Linked DNA regions of Mus musculus: region 1 is linked to region 2. The links are chromatin contacts, called in public promoter capture Hi-C maps. All regions are on one chromosome and are shown on one strand. The core of a region is the stretch at or near the end of the contact, and the rest is flanking DNA. Distances in the headings are between cores, read along the strand shown.

Region 1 (3,384 bases), core at 285-2,784, 1.1 Mb after region 2:
CCTAGCACTTGGGAGGCAGAGGCAGGCAAATCTTTGTGAGTTCAAGGCCATCCTGGTTTATTTGTTGAGTTATTTGATAGCCAGGGACTATGTAAAAACAGAGGAAAAAATAAAAATAAAAAGACAAGGTCTTGGTATATAGCTGTGAACAAAAACTGGAAAGAGACTATACTATGTCTGTGGATACTAATTGACTGATTAGATCTGAGGTCAGTACTGTGAAGACAGGAATGTCGTAAGCTCACAGGCTAATTGAATTTGTCTTGGACTAGTTCTGGCCTTCTGAAAACAACCATTCTTTGTCCATTTCTGTGTTTGAACTAATAAAGTCTTGTACTAACAGATAGAAACCATTTGGAATCTATTAACTTACCAGACCACTGGCTTCCACCATCCAAAAAGCTAAAGATGCCATCAGATAACATCTTGGGTCTATAGAAAAGCTTTCCATCTTGCTATAGTCGCCTTTCAGATATAACCATCACTATATTTTAAAATTACCTTGACTTATGACTCTCTTTGTTCTGTAAAGCTGTACATCATGAAAAAGTTTTCGTGTAATTTGGGGTTTCCTCATCTGTGAAAAAGTGGTACTAGCAGACCTGATAATACAGTTTAAAAATTAAACGGTGTGTGAACTTTTTAGTGTGATGCCTTACCTATAGATTTTAGGTTTTGTGTGTGTTATTTTGAGACTGTGCCCAAGGCCCAAGGGTAGCCTTAAGCTCTGATCCTCTTGGCTCTCAAGTGCTGGGACTATGGATGTGCGTCACCGTTGTAGGCGTTTCCTAAGAATGTTGACTTGTTTTCTAAAGCAAACAGAGGGACAGATGTCCTTTAACTTGGGTTACGTCATTTCTTCCTCTTCAAAATCAAGACCCGAATTTCTTCTTATTGGGACCTGAAGGACAAATATAAAGCTATGCCTAATGTCACAGGACTGTACTGCCTCCTACTCCGGAGGCTAAGACAAGAGTGAAAAATTCAAGGCCAACCTGGACAATTTATCCAGACCCTGTCTCAAAGAGAGAACCGGACGTATCAGTCAGTGCCAAAGCGCTTCGGCGTGGTTGAAGCACTTATTTCAGTCCAGGGTACCGTTAAAGAAGGCATGCCGATCTATACGCGATAACAATAAGAACATTTGATTGGTGCACACCTGCAAGACTGGCAAATCCCCTGATTTCAAGACCACCTTGCTCCGTTTCAAAAGGCCGAAAAACGAACCTTTGAGGTACGTGTATCACTTTGCAGTTAAACAGTTCTATGCCAAAATCTGTGATCGCCACCAAATTCATGTTTTCATTCCTCTTGTTAACTGTCAACTATTAGGGCTTTGCCAATAGAACCCAAAATGTCTGCCTCCTGAAGCCAATAGTCAACCCTGTCACGTGACACTCCATGTCCTAGCTTTCTTGAGCATTGCATCAGCCGAGCCCAGGAGCCTTCCCAGAAACCGGCTTGTTAGCTCATTCGCGCTCCGAATGATTGGCATGCCAGTGGACCAATCATATCAGAGGATGACAAGGCGTAGCGGGTCACTTTTCATCAGAGCGCTCTGATTGGATGGTGAGGTACGGCTCTGGCACCGGTTGTGGCGGGTGAGTATAGCTTCTTGTGCGCATCTGAGGGAGCAGGTAACTGCCGGCGAGTGGCGGTGGGCTCCGGGCAAGGAAGGACCTGGGGACCCGGACCCTCGGGAAAAAAAGCAAGTGAGCCCCGAGAGCTCTACGAGAAGAGCCGGCGCTTGGAGGGGGAGGGGCAGCTGCAGCGGGCTGCCGGGCGGTCCCGCCCCTGGCCTGGGTCAGGACCCGGTCTCCGCAGGAGCCGGATCTCGAGAGTAGCTTTTGCTATTCCCTCGGAGCACTGAGAGTGGTGTGGTTTCTGGTGGACTTGCAGAGGACCAAGACCTTGGGAAGATCGCGGTTGCTCTTCAGTCGCCACCCAGAGCTAAGGGTTTGTCTCCTCTAATTTTAATCTCTTAGGGGGTTAGGGAACCAGGCCTGAAGAGCAGGGTGACTAAGATAAATGGAGTCTCTCTAAGAGGCATCTTCATTCATTCTTTATTAGGTTCTCACACCTTACCCCAGACTGGCCTGAACTCAACTCTGTAACCCGGGCTGGCCTTGAACTCGCGGCAGTTCTCCTGCCTCAGCATTTCAAGTGCTGGAATTACAGGCGTGAGCCAGCACTCCAGACTCGCTTCTTTCTGTTGCTGTTTTGAGACAGGGTTTCACTATGTAGACCAGGCTGGTCTCGACTCACAGAGATCTTCAAGAGTGGTGGGACCAAAGGCGTGTGCTACGACCCTCGGCCCGATTCGATTCTTAAAAACAGAATAGTTGATACCTTCAGGTTCACCCGAACAAATATATTCAGCAATTTTTTCAAACAGTCTAAGTTTCCTGGTGTGCTTTGGAGTATGTTAGTGCAGAGCATGCTATTTACAGATTAGTATAATTAATCATGAGCATGGGTGACGACCACTTTACTAGATACTGAAAATACACTGTAACGGTGAAGTGAAGCCAGCCAGGATTCCTACTGAGATGTAACATAGACTGTGATTGGGAGGTGAGCATTAAATAGTCACACCAAATAAATCATTTGAGGCTAGGAGACAGTATAAAGAGGAGAGACCTGGTGAAGAAAGGAAAGGTTTGCTTAAGTATGTTTCTTTGTGATTGATCAAAACGACCTCATTAGGAAGAAGGGAAAGGAGAGGCCAGGCAGAACGGCTAGCTTGTAAATGGAAATATGTTACAAGGTCCTGTGGCTGAAGTCACCTTGTAATTCAAGGCCCTGGGTCTGGCCCCAAGCTTGCAAATACAAACAAATAAATAAAAGTTCTGAAGGCCTTTTAAGCCCCTGCTGGGATGTACTGTTTTCGGACCTGCCTCTGCTACAGACGTGTTATGTATATTGAGGAAAGAACAAGTTTTAATGTTGGAAACTTTATTTATTTATTCATTTATTTATTTATTTATTGGGGGCTGGGTCTCTGACCTGGAAACCTCCAACCCTCCATTTTCCTTCCTCAGCCTCCCGAGCTCTGGGATGGTCAGAGTGGGGACACAGCTTTCAACAGCCTTCAGTCTTCATAGGGTAATGGACATGTTAGATCCCAGTATACAACTCTGGTGTAGTCTGTATGTAGTGGCCACCCTATGGGGGCACTGGTTCTCCACTGGCTCTTAGCACACAGTCCTCATTCATTACTTAGGCAAAGGTGGGAGGTTCAAGTGTGCTCTAGAAAGTAATGTTCCCTCAGCTTGTCTGTGGAGAGAAGCAGGTTGTTTTCTTCAGCAACAATGACTCTAAAGGTAAAGTCGAACTGTAGCCATTGTTAAGGAGGGCTGAAAAGAGAAGGCGGTGTGACAAGAT
Region 2 (3,342 bases), core at 475-2,974:
CTAGGTCACCTTCCTTGGCATCCTGAGCCTCTGGTGGCTGTTTTCACTGCCAGTCAGTCTCTGAACGCTGACAGTAAGTTACTGCATGCGGGTCCCTGCATTCCCTCCCTCCAATAAATGCTTAGGAGGAGAGCAGACAGAGAGAAGCTGCCCTTTGGCCTCAAACCTTTAAATAAGCCACGAACAATTGCATGTCTTTTATTCACTCTGGGGTGAGGCGGGGTAATGAGGACTCTGGTTTTAAGAGGAAACGCACAAATGTACCTCTTGTTTTTCTACTCCTGTGGTTGCAGTCCAAGATGGGTGCAGCCAGGGAAACAATAGCTAGTGTCAAAGACCGAAAGAGCAGCCCAAATCTGGGCGCAGCTTTCGCGAGGTGAGTTGGCTTTAGATAATGTAACATAAACTCATGATAGCAGCTTTCCCTGATGTGTGGAAGTCTAATGGCAGAGGCTCCAAGTCTAATGGCAGAGGCTGGGGATCATCAGCTAGAAGAGTTGTCTCCAGGGAAAAGAATGCACAGTTTTGACAACCACACACACACACACACACACACACACACACACACACACACACACACACACTTTTTGCCCTCAGGGACACCTATTTTATTCTATTTACCCAGTCCCCAGAGCCTGGTTCCACATCTGTGCAACTGGATGGCGCGCTGAGTCTCTAGGAGGGGGTATGACGACCGGTCCCCTGCTAGTCCTTTCCACCCTCATTCACAAAACCTTCAAAGACACAGGGGAATTTCGGGACCTACAGACCAAGTTCGTCTATTCATGAGGGTGGGGTTTAAACAAACCTACGGTCTGAAACAAGCTGCTGAGAAAGACCTCACTGACTTTGTTACACATCACCGGAGAATGAACGTTTAGGTGGGCTTAGTTTCGTGTTTAAAACGGCGGCTTCTGCTAGCAGTCTGCTGCGCATACATAGCCTTGTCAGGAAGAGCGAGTCCAACTATTAACTCTTCGTTGGGCTAACTTTATTCAGCCCCCCCCCCAACCTGGAAGCTGGACTTTGAAAGGTATAGAGGGAAGGCTAGGGAACAAGACTTAAGAGTCTGTGGCCCTCCGGCTAGCCCCACCTACCTAGCCTTCTAAACCGTTCCAGTTTCAGTCCTGAAACTCTCCTCCTTCCTCTGGTTCTCGGGCTTTCCCACTTTTTCTTTTATGTCATCTCTCCTCCACCCTCGGCGGTCCCTGGTCCCTAGCAGGTGCACCCCTCACCTCTCCAACCCGCGGCGCCCGAGGCCATGCTTCTGCGACAGCTCTGGGGGCCCCCAGGGTGCGGGTCCCGGAGTCGGGGCTGCGTCCCAACTGGGTCCCCAGGGCTCGGGCCGCGCACGGCTTTGACGGGACTTCTCCAAGGCTCTTTGTTCGGATGCGCGATGGCCCGCGTCCCTGTGTCTGTCCTGGCGCTGGTCTCGGTCCGTTCTCTGTTCCCGGCCCGCCCGACGGTCCCCGTTTCCTCTCACGTCACCGTTCCTCTCCCTGTGCCTGTCCCCGCCTCGGTCCCGCGACCGCTCGACGTGGTGGTCTCGGTCCGGGTGCGGGCGCCGGTCCGGGTCTCTTTCTCTAGGACGGGTCCGGGGCTCACGGTGCCCCGAAGTATTTTTCATGGCCGGATTCCTGTCCCCGCCCGGAAACGATCCGAGGGCGACAACCAACCATAAGTTTCCCAGGCAGGTGGCCAAGCTCAAGGACGGGGCGGTACAGCTCACCTGTGCGCACGCGCACTTGCCCTCCAGCGGCCCGGAGAGGGCGCACCTGCCACTGGCCGCCAGGGGGCAGTCGTGGTGCGGCCAGAGGGGATGGGGGTGGGAGTGGGGTGGACGAGGGCTGGAGAGTGGGAGGTGGATTCTTGCTGAAATAGATGTCAGTCCTAGGTTTTATAGGATTATCAAAGGGAAATGGCCCAGGGAGCAGGCAAAAGGATGTGACCAAATCAGCTCAGCCTTCAAAGGCTGTCTCTTGCTAGAGCTATTAGGACGCCAGACCAATCATTTATTTCTTTACTTTCATGGTACTGGGTTTGAATCCCAGGGCCTTGCATGTCTAGGTGAGCATGGTACCACTGAGCTATATTCCCAGCCCCAAACGAAGATCATTAAACCCACTAATACAGTTCCGGGCATGGATTTGAGCTTTTCGATAGAGAGCTCATTAGGGGGAGGAGTTGGTAACTCCATTGATCTAAACTTGGGTGGGGTGACCTCACTCCTAGCAGCTATGACGAGTTCCCCCAAATGAAGCCAGTAGTGGTGATTTCCTGTCGACCAACTTACAAAGCGTCTTGAGTTTGCTTCCCCAGAGCGTACTCATCATCCACCCTTCTTCTCAGCCATCCACCCACACAGTCAGATAGCCACACATCCACCTACCCGCTCAGCCAGCCTCTCACCCACGGGTCCTCTCCCTCCTCAGAGAAGTTACAGCCCAAACTTATAAAACACTTAAAAGAAAAAAGAAAAGAAAAGAACTGTTCTACTCGTTATTAGTAGCCTTTAATTTTGCCAAGAACATTTTTTAAAAACCAGAAAACTGGCTCTGCTAGTGGGGTCAGCAAGTGAGCAGGAGCACGTGACTCAGCAGGTGCGGGAGGTTCGCAGGGAAGTCGTTTTGGACAGAGATAGTGCTCCAGTTTGCGTAAAGACTGGATGGGAACAAGGACACGTGCTAGAAAGACAACGTGAGGCTCTGCTCTGAGTAGAATTGAGGAATCAGGAAGGATGGGCCGAGTTGGAGACTGAAACTGACTCCTGTATCCCCACATATGTGAATCTGGTGACACCTCCTGTGTCTACAGCACTCACCGTGGTGGCTGGACGCTCATGTTCCAGCAGGGCAAAGAGGTGACCCTCTGGTGAGCTCTAAGGAAGGGTCATGGCCGCAGGCAATGCCTTTCCTGAGCTTTGTATAAAGCTCTTGGCATTTCATTTCTTATGGAAGCTGGAAGTATCGCCCTCTGAGGCTCTCATCCATGGAGAATGGGCGTTGGCAAAAGAGCTGTTAACTGTCTTTGGCTCCTCCGTGCAGTTATCTCACTTTGAGAATGTTATAAACTGGCCTCTGGCTACTTCTGCAGAGGCTTTGCTGCCTGGCTCTATGCCAAGTTCTGTCAACGTCACCACCGAGGGTACAAGATGCAGAGCTGGAGCCCCACAAACTCCCAGTGGCTGTCCCTCCTCACCCCGGCATCGGTCCATGGCTCCATCACCATCACGCCGAACACTAATCTCTGAAATCCCTTTCCAGCCCGAAATCAAGAGTAAAACCCGAGCCAGGTATCACCCGTGATCACACCTGCAATTCCAGCCTGTGATCTCCGTGTAAG

What was found. Promoter capture Hi-C pulls out the DNA fragments that hold promoters and counts their contacts.
Region 1: a promoter capture Hi-C map of liver shows a contact between it and region 2, with 2.8 times the contacts expected there. The contact joins the promoter of Aars here to the promoter of Marveld3 in region 2. A contact is called at or near these places in 2 of 39 promoter capture datasets (hippocampal neurons and liver).

Annotation. Positions count from the first base shown.
Region 1 is chr8:111,032,308-111,035,691 of GRCm38.p6, forward strand. It overlaps Aars (alanyl-tRNA synthetase), which reads left to right and starts at 1,535. Exons shown (of 21, transcript NM_146217.4): 1 at 1,535-1,956.
Region 2 is chr8:109,960,481-109,963,822 of GRCm38.p6, forward strand. Marveld3 (MARVEL (membrane-associating) domain containing 3) reads right to left here and starts at 1,725. Exons shown (of 3, transcript NM_212447.2): 1 at 1,236-1,725. The coding sequence starts at 1,627.